3 separate regions of the Mus musculus genome follow, and regions 2 and 3 are each linked to region 1. A link is a contact called in public HiChIP or PLAC-seq data. All regions are on one chromosome and are shown on one strand. The core of a region is the stretch at or near the end of the contact, and the rest is flanking DNA. Distances in the headings are between cores, read along the strand shown.

Region 1 (4,335 bases), core at 736-3,235:
CACACTTTCAAAGCTCTACATTGTTATTTAATCAATCATCTGGGATATGCAAGAACTACATGGAGTTTGCTACTTCTTCCAATGACAGCTTTGAACACAGGTTCGACGGCTTGTCTTTCACATTGGGAAATTTGCAGGTGGCAACACAAAGTCTGGATGGCTCTTCATATATGCAATGGATTTTTTTTTTTATGGTTTTTTGAGACAGGATTTCTCTGTGTAGCCCTGGCTGTCCTGGAACTCACTCTGTAGACCAGGCTGGCCTCGAACTCAGAAATCCGCCTGCCTCTGCCTCCCACGTGCTGGGATTAAAGGCGTGCGCCACACGCCCGGCGTATGCAATGGATTTTACAGCCACAGACTAACTAGAATGTGAACTTTGAACCTGTTTTTCACTCCTTGAGAGACAGATTATGTTTTAATGTATTCTAGATAGTTTAGAATGATTTCAATTCAGAGTGGACTGGTTTAAGAAAACCACAGATAATTACAAGTTAGGTCATCCACTCTCCTTGCTACTTCCATGGCTGGTCTGGTGATGACTTGCTATTTCGCATGTCTTCATGCAGATATCATCTGAATGGAACTTCTGAGTGATTAATGGCTTTTAGTATCTGCAGTTCAGTCCCTGCCTCCAGGTAAGGTATAAGGGCATGGGAAATAAATACCTCAGCAACCTTGAATATGACCCACAGGATGTTCTACTAATTCATAACTGAAAAAAAAAACTTTGGCATTACCCCAATATTCTTCAACATTTGTTAGTAACCTTCCATATATTTAAACAAAAATTTAAATCAGCAAGTTTTTCAAAGGCAAGAATCAGAATGAATTTATTGAGGGCAGTAACATTGTTTTTAATATTCAGTAGATCACTTTTCAGACAGCTATGTTACTCCTAGGATTACCTAAAGTCAAAACCATGGAAGTGGTAACTCACTGTTCAGGTTTGTAGATGTAATATTTACAAGGGTCAAGATGCTTACATGCGATAATGTTTCCGTATCGGTTCTTTGCTCTGTTTTGATCCTTTTTAGCCACATCCCAAGAGGCTGACTGGCCTTCAAAGAAGCTCTGGGAAGAAGAAAAAAAGCAAAGAGTTGATAAGCAAACCTAGCTTAATTGTGTTTCACAACAGTTTTTATCTGCTCTTAAAATTCACACAGTGGAAGCCACAATTGTGGGGGTGGGGGCACGACTGTCTACGGCCATGAGCACATTTGTTTCTCAGCCCTTAGATTGTTCATCTTGAGTTGGTCTGATCTTAGCTGAGAGCCCAGCAGGAACTTCAGAGAAAAACAGAACCTTGAAAATACTCCAGTGAGGTACAAGTAGGAAAAATATCACTCTGTTTTCAAACTGTCTACATAATAATACATTAAAAGTTAGAAAAACTACTTTTAATGTCTATCTTCCAAATGTGTTCTATCAGCTTTTATATCAGGAAAAAACATCACTTTGTTCCCATAATTCTTTAGTCATGTGCAATCTGTCATTTTTTTTTCTCTTTGAAGGCCATGAAGATGGGGTCTTTTCTGAAGGAAATGGGCTTATAAAGATTCTTGTTCTCCAAGAATCTATTGACAGATGGGCACACTGGTTGGTTTAATCATGCAGCAATTTAAAATGCAGCAAAAGATCTCTCTCATTTTTTTTGTAGTTAAACTTAAAACTTTGCTCAACACAGGAAGTAGGGTCTTCAAAGAGCCAACATTCTTTGAAGCAGAGTACACAGGAATATACATGAAATGAGCAAGCAGAAACCGCTCTGGCAGGATATTCTAACTCCCCGCCCTTATTTTGGGCACTTCTCAAATATCTAAAGCGGGCATTCAAAATTTTAAGATAATTTCTCTCACCCCAAATAAGGTATACAAGTGGCCCACACATGGCATATGAACCTTAAAGTTCTTTCCATGGAGTTGAATGTGTTTGGCTGCTCTTTGGAATAAGACACACTGGGTGCCCTCTACTCTAAGTGCGTCCCCATACACACTGTGCTGAGTGTATGAGGATAAACCGGCTTCAGTGTTGCACACTGAGAGGTCAAAGCAAGAAATAGGTGGAAGGAACATTGTCTTTTTGCTGTTTCTTGGAATGTGATTTAAGTCATTTTCTTTGTAAGATAAACCTTGGTATTTCGGTCTGAGTAGGAAAGAGAAATATACCATGAAAGGAAATTTACCACATTTAATTTTTCCCCCCTTTGGATGCTGTATACTTAATTTGTGGTGTTCAGCTTTTCTTCCTTGCCACCCGCAGCTGACAGTTCACAAAATTGAGGCGAGAGTGGCAAGCAGCACATATGACTTATTATCACCATTAGAGGGTTTGCAAGCAAGGACACAGAGAAACACCTGAAATGTAAGTCAATTGGTGATAGCATCCCTAACACACTACAGAGGAGCTCTGGGGATCCTTTTCTTGACTTTTGAATAGGAAACTGTGGGAAAATCTAGTACAGTGTTTTTGATAACACTGAAATATTTTAGAATCCATTCCCAAGACTCTTACAATGAATGTAACCCTGAATACACTTCCAGGAAGGGCTCTTCTCCTTCATTTTCCTGCTTCCCAATACATACATATGAAGGCCTTCTCAATGTTGGACTAGAGAGATTGCAGAGTATCCCACTCTTGTATTGTTGAAGGGAAGAAAATGTTACATTACATTGAGTATCATGTTAAAAGTAAAATTCAATACAGTATTGAAGCTTTCACCTCGTATTCCTCTTTGAACCCATAGCTGTCTGATGTCTTCATGAGGTTAATGTGCTGCAGTAAGTCGGCCACCCTGATGGCTGGGTGCAGCTGTCCTGTCTGATAAGGGGACTCTGTCCCTTCACAGAGGTATCGAGGAACATCCAGGAGACGACTAGACTCTGCTGTGGCACTGTGGTTCTCATCTGGCAGATTTCATATTCCAGAACATTAAAAAAGAGATAAAGTTATCTTGTTTAATATATAAGCATGCAAAGAAGATGTGAAGACTTTATTTAAATCTTGAAGTAGTAGAAGGATGGAAAAGAAAAGCCAGCCAAGAGGGTTGGTGTGGGGGCTGGGACAGCAATCATCTTAAAGACAAAACCTTTCACTTTGGCTCAGGGGTTAAAGGTCAGAACATATGTCTATCAGCAAGATAGCAGATGCTGGGAGAGACAGGAAGACACTGGATTCATTTAGCTGAGTTGCCTTGGTTTTTAGCATTTGGAGTCACAACAGCATAGACAGGAGCCAGAGGACCAAGCTGACAACTGGAAAAAAAAACCCGTTTTCACCATTGACCCAGTTGGATAAACTCCTTCACACTCATAATCCAACCTCCCTCAGAGACCCTGCTCAGACAACATCCCCATTACCGCAGAGATGCGCAGCTCACCACCTTTCCCCTCCTTTCTCAGCACAGCACACCCTGGATCAGAAATACTAATAGAGAATCTCACCCCCACCCCTCTGCCCTCCAGGAGGCTTCACATGCGTTTCCCCTTGGATTCTTGTTACTGTAATATTGTTTTAATTGCCAGTGCATTTTGACTTCTCTATCTGCAAAGTCAGAGAAATCAGGGGTACTGGAGATAAATGAGGATACCTTCCTTGAATCCTGAGCCCCTCCCCCACACTGATTTACAAGGCTGTCTTAATGTTTCTAAGTCAAACACAATCCCTGCATGCCACTTTTCTCGCCCTCAGTTTTAACTAACTAACTAACTATCTATCTATCTATCTATCTATCTATCTATCTATCTATCTATCTATCTATCTATCTTCTTTGGCTATAGACTCATTACCAGAAATTCAGTAAATATTTCAGTGAGTGAGCGATTTAGTTAAAATTCTACAGAATCCTTCACCACCAGCATTTGAGTATAGACCCCATCCCCATGGTTTTAGTTCAAACTGGAAAGACACTTTTAACTCTCTTTCTGTCATAAAAATGAAGAAAGAACCAAGAACGTCTTGCCTATGAAGAATAAACAGCATTTTAATGTTCAAAGAACTAAGCATTACAATGAGAAACATGCTTATATTTAATCACATTTAAACTTACCATTAAAAAAAAAACAACAAACATTGGAGGAATGTTTCTGTGAAAAGCATAATACTGTCACACTCATTAACAGAAAAGAAAGTACACTTTTAGGGGAACTTGCGTTTGAAATGGTAATGCTTACTGCAGAGAATGATATTTAATTAACAGTGAACCATAGTTCAAGTGCTGGTACATCTGCCTGCTCTATCGCCAACTCTACAAATAGGATATGGCAAAAAATGAACTGTTGTCCCCATGACAAACACTTTTTCTTCCTGGAGAGGAAAAAAAAAAAAAAGACCCTA
Region 2 (4,335 bases), core at 1,237-3,736, 160 kb before region 1:
AAATGTGATCAAAACTGGGCATCACAAGTATACAGAGTGCATAATGTAAGGAAACCATAGCACAGCTTTTAATGGGCAAAAAACTTCAAGTATCTCATCAAATAAAGTTCATATTCCACCTGGGAATTACAGATTTAAAAAATGACTTTAATATCATAGACTTGAATGTATAGAATGGCCAAATGCAGACACTGATAGAGAAAATTCCTGGAGAGGACATCGAACAGGGATGTTCATTCATTGTTCATAGTAGTACAAAATGATATTTTGCAGGACAATCTGGTACTTTTTAAAAATAAACAGACTGTTACTATTTTTACTATTCAGTCCAATAATCAGAGTGGGGAGAATTCATCTTTCTTTTTTTTTTTTTTTTTTTTTTTGGTATGTTTGGTTGGTTGATTTCGGTGTTTTGCATACTAAATCTCACTAAAGCGACTTCTACTTAGGTTTTTTTTTTTATAAACCCAAAACTTCTCTATGTAAATGTAAAAATCTATTAAAATGCAAAGGAACTAAAGTGGAATGCTAAAAAATATTCATTATGGAAAATGTAGAGAGCAATGAAAAATAAAAAACATGAAAAACAAGTGGCAAAACAATAGCACTAAATTCTTTACTATCAGTTATGATATTAACTAAAAGCAGATAATGATTAAACCACACTTAATATGATAGAAGAAAAATATCAAAGCATATACTATGTGTATCAAAAGAGACTTTAAATTTAAAGACATAAGTAGGTAGAGAGTAAAAATGTAGATGATAGCCTGTACAATTAGTTGTTAAAAATAAGAAAGCAAAAAAAATGAAGAAACTATTTTAAATCAGAAACAATATAGCAAGGCATGTTGGTGCACACTTGTAATCTCAGCTCTCAGTAGGCTATAGCAAGAATATTGTGAAAACAGTTCCAAGCTTGGCTACAAATCAAGACAATGTTTAAAAATAAATTGGAACCAAATTTACATTTTAAAATGTTATTACTATAAAAGGTATCTTGAAGTTAAAAGAAACTCTCCACTCAAAACCACTAGCAATTATAAATATAGATACACATGTCCCCCGACTCTCAAAGTACATTAAACAAAAAAATACACAATTTTAGGAATCCAAATAATACAGGAAGAATGAGGAGGAGGTGAAGGAAGAGAAGGAGAAAAGGAGGGGGAGGAGGAGGAGGAGGAAGAGAAGAAAAAGAAGAAGAAGAAGAAGAAGAAGAAGAAGAAGAAGAAGAAGAAGAAGAAGAAGAAGAAGAAGAAGAAGAAGAAGAAATTTCTTTTTAAAAAGATATATATTCTTTGACGTCATATATTCTTTGATGAGCATATTCTACCCCCGACCCTATCCCACTTACCTCCCTTTTCATACCCATAACCTTTCCTGTTTATTCTTTCTTTCCCTAGATAACTCTTATTTATTTTTATTTAACATACACATACATGATTTTAATAATGGATATGCTGTTGTGAAAGATCAAGTAGAAAAGATCACCTAGGTGGTGTAAATAATTCTATAAATGAACAAGTATCTTTAATGGACTTCTATAATGGTAGAATATATATTCTTCTATACAGAGTATAAAAACAAGTATTAGTATATTTTTAAATTTGAATTTCAGAAAGTATGTCCTCTGATAATTGAATTGAATTAGAAATCAACCATAAGAGGAAATTTGAAGAGTTAAGCAAATAAAACAAGATGTTTAAAATACTTTGGGGGTATCTTCCTGTTGTTTAGTGTCTTTAAAAAGATATATATATATATAATAGAGTTCTGGCTGCACGTATGCCTGCAGGCCAGAAGAGGGCACCAGATATCATTATAGATGATTGTGAGACACCATGTGGTTGCTGGGGAACACAGGACTTTGGGAAGAGCAGATAGTGTTCTTAACCCCTGAGCCATCTCTACACTGTTTAGCGTCTTTTTCATGAATTTATTGAGTGTTTAAAGTTTTTCATTATAGATATCTTTTATTCCCCTAGTTTGGTTCTGTCACAAAAAAAAAAAAAAAAAGGAATTTTGAAGCTTTAAGAAATGTGACAGAATTTATAAGTTTCTAAACAGCAACGAGAACAACTTGGTGAACAGACAACTTTAGAAGAAAATCTTTGATAGTCACACAGAAGATTAGAATCTAGACTACATGAAGAACTCAAAATATCTGAACAACTTACTCAATAAATGGACCAATGTAACTAACAGTTTTCAGAAAATGTGTTCAAAATCCTTGGGCATCCAAAAATTACAAAGTCATACAGCATTAAGATTCAATCTTATTCCCACCAGAATGATTATCATTAAGAAGATAAATCACAGCAAATTCTGGCATGGAAATATCAATTATTACAGCCCCATAGAAATAAATATGAAAGTTCCTCAATAAGCTAAGAGGAGAACGAGCATATGACCCAAATACATCAACTCGAGCTACAAGCCCAGAGCCTATAAATGAACATCCTGTAGAGATGTTGTCATCTGTATGTTTGTTGCTGCACTGTCCACAGAAGTCAAGTTATGGAATCATCCCAAGTAGTCATCCACAGAAGAACTGATAAAGAACTTGTGCTGTGCGTGCACAGTGGTGCTCTATTTAACCATAAAGGATTGCATTATAACACTTGCCGAAAAAAATAGGCACAGCTAAAGATGATGGTGATATCACTTGTTTCCATTTCTCATTTACTTGTGGATCCTAGGTTTTCACACATATATGTAAAATGACATAGGGTGTACATATATGTGCAATCATATTTTAATGAAGGAGCAAGAGTCGACATGAAATGGGAATGAATGGGAAAACGGGAGAGATTAGAAAAGAAAGGAGAGTGAATGTATCCAAAGTACATGACAGAGTCACGGGAATGAAGCCTATCACTATGCATAATAAATATATACCAATAAAAACATGTGTTAAAAGTGCCACGGGGCTTTAAAATTTTAAAATATAATTGGAATTTAAATGAAAGGTTTTAACGTGGAAAAGGCATATGTTACTGTTGAGATCTGTGATAAAGGACTTGATTCTGGTCTTTTCCCCTAGTGATAATGAAGAGGAAACATTTATGTAGGATCCTGGAGTCTTTTCGGAAGAGAGCATTCTCTCATCGTCCTTCATCACCTCTGCTTTAATTCTGACCCTTACAAGAAGGCTCACCTGTAAACACCTTTAAACTCTTACCCAATTAATGACAAAGACATCACGCTAACCCCAGCCCAAAGGAAGTTCCAGATAGTGATGACCTTAGACTTCAGCCACTACCCAGGTGTTTTCACTAATCCAATAAGAAACGATTCCTCTATCTGAAAATTCTGAACATTTAAACTTAGTGAGTGTTTATTCTGTACTGAGAATTACAGTGATAAATGATTTTGCTTTTGCTCTTAGCCGCCTTGTTATCTATTAGATCACGCTACTCCAACAAACACAAAACTAACTCCAAATACATGTAAAAAGCAATAAGTGAAATAATAAAGGCATAAAAGTACTTAACCTGGGGTGAGAGCACATGCCTCTACTCACAACGTTTTGGAAGAAGAGGCGGGCACTCTTTTGTGTGTTTGAGGACTGTTCTACAAAGGAAGTTCCAAGCCAGATTGGGCTACATAGTGAAACCCTGCGCATACACACACACACACACACACACACACACACACACACATTCATAAATATATATACATGTGTATATATGTACATGTGTGTATATGTATGTGTATTATATATACACACGTTCACATATGCATTCACATGCACATATACATATGAGGAGAGCAATTACATCTAACTTTGCTACTTAGGAATGTTGTCTATAAAGCCATGGTTCCCAGCCTCAGGTTCATGTTAGTCCTAGCTTGGGAGCTTTGAAGAATCTTCATGACCAGACTTTGCCCAAATAAATCATGATACCTCCTGCATCACGACTTTCTAATCTCCCTAGATGAGGTCACTGTGCAGCCAAGCTTGAAAACCAGCCATCATTTTGAAAGACCAGGAAGGATATAAAAAAAATGGGTAAGCTTTCGGTTCAAAGGGACAGAGAATTAGAGCACTTGCAAGAATCTTCTCATTAATATAACCAATTTATTTTTACTCTCCAAACATCAGGTCAATTATAACATTCTCTGAAAAGCATTTTCTACTTCCCCAATGATATCAATAAGAATCTTAATAACAGTAATATAAGTTATCACCATTTTTATGAATGTTGCTATAGTCCAGATGCCATAGCAAGCACTTTAATTATGTTTTGATAATATCCTCCACAAAGGCACCAGGAGACAAGTAGGAATACCAGTATTTAACTTTACATACGGTGGAAAAAAAATAACATG
Region 3 (4,335 bases), core at 1,027-3,526, 130 kb before region 1:
GAGGAAATAAGGACTAGCAGGGTGCCTACTCTCAGCCAGGTTCAAATATAGAATCTCCATTTGGGAATCCCCAAACAACTGGGGCTGTTTGTTGCCAGCCTAGAGGTTTCTCTCCACAAACTGTTGGGTGAAGACAATACCTATGCTATTATTGATCTCAGGTGAATTTTTCACCTGTTAAATGCAGTTAGTGTCTTGGTTTTCTTTACATTATATGAGAAAAATAGTATTATAACAAACACTTGTTTTGAGAGTCAAATGATAACCGTAATGCATAGAACTCATTCAGCACTTATTTGGGGCTTAGTAAATATTATTAATTATGCTTAAGTTTGTTTCATATAATAATGAAAGTGAATAATCCAGCATAATATCAAACTGTTGTAGTGGCTGTGACTTTCTTAGGCAAGATGAACATTGTTAAGTCAGTGATAAAAATGCTACAATTTAGAGAAGCACAAAGGTTAGGGATTGAGTAAGAGGAGAAATGGAGAGCTCCATAAAAATGGAAAAAAAAAAACTCTATGGATAAACAAGGGACAGCTGAATCAAACTGGAAGAGGACAGAGGAGAAAAACATGGTGAAAACAGCTAAAATTGAGGGTCATTTGAATGGGACCCTGATTTAGTAGACACTTCCTAATATATGCATATATGAAGGAAATCTAAATGATACCCCCAAATAAGGCCCAAATGGAAATTTCTTGTCACCAAATGAAACTTCCAGTATGGTAAATGGGTTTTTCTAATTGAGTTGCTGTCCAAAGGAATGTTATGGGAATCTCCAAACAACTTGTGCTGTTACCAAGGTTGCTCTCCACAAACTGTCAGCTGAAGACAGTACCTACACAACTCATTGAGAACACAGACAAGTTGAGCTGGTGCCATCCTAGAGCCTTCACCCCCTAAGAACTAGTAGATTCTTAGTAGAGGACTTTTTTTTCCTTTGCACTCTACCAAAGGAAAATGATAAACTCAACTCTGCTGCAAACCTTTCAGTTAATAATAGTGTCCTACCTGCAAGGTATGCTAGTGCAATGGTGGCACAAAGACAGAGGGATAATGGTGTTTACAGAACCCATGAGTTATCAAATAAAAATCCCAAGGCAAGAGGCGACTTGTTGGTCAAGGATCTGAAGGTCCTAGAGGTCTCCCAAACAGTCTGAGATACTACCATTGTTCTTGACTGCCCACAAGAACTAGATGGTGAGACGCTGTCACTAATGGCACACACAGTTCCAGGACATAGAGAACTCAGGCTGGACCTGAACTTCATACTTCCACCTTACTGGCTGGCTTTCACAGGGCCCAAAGGTGCTAGGAAAGTTCCTGGGTGAGAAAAGTTGTCGTCAATCTGATCTAGATATGAATCTTATGAGTTAAGTAACCACCTGCCAGGCATGAAACACTCATGGGTATAATGGTGCTGTGACCATTATGGGGTAACCAATCACTTTTTGATTGATTGGCTCTGATGCCCTCTTCACTGGAAAGAATTCATGACTCATCCTGTCAACCTAGTCAAAAGCCCATGACTAGGCAGTTAATAGGTCCTAGATGGAACCTAGGACTGCTGATTTGCTAAAGGCACATGATGCCATATTTCTTTTTCAATATTTGTGCTTTTACACATACATTATTGCTGCTCTCTGCTTTGGTCAGAGAAGCCTCTCTTAGCATTTGTCAGGTGTTAGTGCATAAACTTACGTGACTATTGAATTCCAGACATATAAATCTTACATTTGCTACAAAAATCTTATAAAAATGTTTCTGCCTCTGAAAAGATAGACATTCATTACATTTTACTTTCCTCAGATATTCCAGAGCTGAAGCCAAAAAAGCTAACAACCTAGAAATGCCAAATGGGTACAACTAAAATATGTTCAAACTTCACATGCTTATATAATCTAGAAATGCCAAATGGGTACAGTTGAAATATGTTCAAGTTTCATTTGCTTATACAATCTTAGTCCTCAATATACTGAGTTAGAAAACCTTGAGTATAAGTACACCCTTAGTTAAGTATTAATAAAATGATGGGGGTCTGATCTTGGCAACATAACAATAGCTGTCTCTAAACAAAACAAAATCCTTATGAAAAGTCTCTTGGCTCTAGCTGAAAGATTAGGAAGCAATAAGTATACAATGGCCATACTACTTACTGCAGCCAAATGTCATAGAAAACTGGCTGTGTTTCATACATCAACAAAGAGGAGTAGATACGCTGGGTACCTTCTAATTCAAGACCTGCACACTGTCTCACTCCTGAGGTTTGCTCAGATTGTATCAGAAAGAGTAAAGTTCAGCACTGGGACTTCCATCTTACTAAGGCACTACTAATTTCCACAACCCTGTGTGAAAACCACAATGAGATCTTGGACTCTCATTCCCACCATAAAGCATTCAACTATTCCTCCTCCCTCCACTGGGGTGATGTCTGGTGAAAAAGCAGGAATTTTGTCAGCAAAGCATCTATGTACCAAACAGTGCAAGTACAGGCTTTCATAGACCAAAAATACTGTACTCTAAAGATCCTAGGGTAGTGTTTGTGAAGTACCAGGGGTCCCATCTGTTATCTCTCCCTAAGGTGTCCCAGGAAGCTTGCTCCAACTATAATAGTACCAAAAAATTCAAAAAAGAAGTCTTGGAAAAGATATGCCAAACAAACATTTCTCAAAGAAAGTAGAAATTTATATATGTTAAAGTAAACTTTGCAGCAGAAATATCTAATACAGACAAAGGAATAAAAAGAACAGGATGGTAAGTGAGTCGTTTTACTAAGGAGATATTATGGTGCTCGGAATGTACTTACCAAACCACAGAGGCCAAAAACTCCCCGTGATAACTGAGAGGAGAAAACAGAAGTCACGGCTGCACCTGGAAACTACATCAACCCCTCTCAACAACCGATCAAAGTGCTAGACAGGTTATCAGTTGAATCACAGAGTTACTCAGCAATGCTGTCAACTACAGAATCCAATGTCCACAGAAATAACCCTTTGCCTAATGACAGAAAAATGCAGTGTTCAACTGCTCACAAAACCACAGTGGAATAAACTGTGTCTTACGAAAAAGGCATGGGTGTGGGGATAGTGAAGAGATGGCTCATCAGTTGAGAGCATTGGTTGCTCTTCCAGAGGATCAGGGTCTGTGACTCCAGTTCAAGGGATCTGATGCTCTTTTCTGGACTCCACAGGCACAGGACATGCAAGTGGTGATCAGGCATACAGATAGACAGAGTGCCCATAAAATACAATAAAATAAACTTACAATTTAAAAAGATTCATCAAAAGCTTAAAAGAATTGTGTCAGAATAGTCTATGATGACAAATTAAACCAAATTACAAAAAGGTAATAGGAAATTCCCTTTACACTTAAAAACCAGACAACATACAGCCAAGTGATGTACTGAAATCAATGCCAATGGAAATACCGTATGTCAAACCTTGTGCGACACAACTGAGTTAAAAGCGAAGGCTTTAGCACTGGTGACTTATTTTAGAAGTTCAAGGCCTCAGAGCAGTAAGCCCCTAGCTTGAGGACATTTGAAAATAAACAATAGAAAAAAGAATCACTGAAGTAAATAAAAGATAGAAAACTGCAACAAAAAAGGTGAAGAAGAGCTCATCACAGAAGGGGAGGATGAAATGAGACCGTGTTATCGTAACTATAAATGAACAAAGTTTATATACAACTGACTTACACAATTCTACCATTTAGGTAAGGTGAATCAACTCTTCCAACAACTTTACGTACCTACCCTGCTCAATATGTGATAGGTGATTTGCTCAGTCCTATTCCTATTAAAAATTCCTCCTGTTAGCATTCCTCCTAGGTCCTGACCAACAGTTATTCTTGCAACATTCAGATAGGCCAGGCTTACTATAAAGAGGACTGTTTGGCCTCTCTTCGCTCTCTCTGACACCTTTCTCCCTCTCCCTCCTCCTTCTGCTCCTCCTCCCTCTCCCCATTCTGCTCCTTCTCTATTTCGCTGCCTCTACTCCCTTCTCAACTCTGCTTCCCATGCCACAAAATAAAGTCTATTCTATTCTATACCAGTCGTATGCCTGGTCCCTCAGTGGGGAAGGATGTCTTAGCATGGGTCCATTGAGGTACCTCCTTTCACCCTACCATACTACACTCTACAAAACATATTCTTGGTTTTACAAAACACATCACCCCCAATGGAAGTAAAATGGAGAATGATAGAAGATACCCTGACACAGATATCTAGCCTTCACCTATGAATGCACTGGAATATGTGACTCCCAAAATACATATGCCACCCTCCCACCTAGGATTGTCTGATATCCACTGACAGTTGCAAATGATGTT

The links. HiChIP or PLAC-seq counts read pairs in DNA pulled down with a chosen protein or histone mark.
Region 2: a contact with region 1 is called in an H3K4me3 HiChIP or PLAC-seq map of the SCID.adh cell line, with 11 times the contacts expected there. The contact joins two enhancer-like sites. A contact is called at or near these places in 5 of 484 Hi-C or Micro-C datasets (CD4 T cells, cerebral cortex, double positive thymocytes and 1 more), 3 of 115 datasets of contacts at active chromatin or transcription factors (CD8 T cells, the SCID.adh cell line and effector CD8 T cells) and 1 of 9 other capture datasets (adipose tissue).
Region 3: a BATF HiChIP or PLAC-seq map of CD8 T cells shows a contact between it and region 1, with 37 read pairs. The contact joins two enhancer-like sites. A contact is called at or near these places in 3 of 115 datasets of contacts at active chromatin or transcription factors (CD8 T cells, the SCID.adh cell line and effector CD8 T cells) and 1 of 9 other capture datasets (adipose tissue).

What each region holds. Positions count from the first base shown.
Region 1 is chr10:28,565,066-28,569,400 of GRCm38.p6, reverse strand. Ptprk (protein tyrosine phosphatase, receptor type, K) reads right to left here. Exons shown (of 32, transcript NM_008983.2): 17 at 2,722-2,906; 18 at 987-1,074. Among named protein-coding and RNA genes, the nearest start is that of Themis, 100 kb to the left of the region's middle. Within about 2 kb of position 1,985, at least 39 of the 459 cell types and tissues checked have an H3K27ac peak or open chromatin away from gene starts, as enhancers often do. A contact at or near this core is called in CD8 T cells, the SCID.adh cell line and double positive thymocytes, where this site is marked.
Region 2 is chr10:28,727,817-28,732,151 of GRCm38.p6, reverse strand. All of the region lies in intron 2 of Themis (thymocyte selection associated), which reads right to left. Among named protein-coding and RNA genes, the nearest start is that of Themis, 62 kb to the right of the region's middle. Within about 2 kb of position 2,486, at least 4 of the 459 cell types and tissues checked have an H3K27ac peak or open chromatin away from gene starts, as enhancers often do. A contact at or near this core is called in the SCID.adh cell line and double positive thymocytes, where this site is marked.
Region 3 is chr10:28,693,787-28,698,121 of GRCm38.p6, reverse strand. The region is part of intron 1 of Themis (thymocyte selection associated); the gene reads right to left. Among named protein-coding and RNA genes, the nearest start is that of Themis, 28 kb to the right of the region's middle. Within about 2 kb of position 2,276, at least 32 of the 459 cell types and tissues checked have an H3K27ac peak or open chromatin away from gene starts, as enhancers often do. A contact at or near this core is called in CD8 T cells and the SCID.adh cell line, where this site is marked.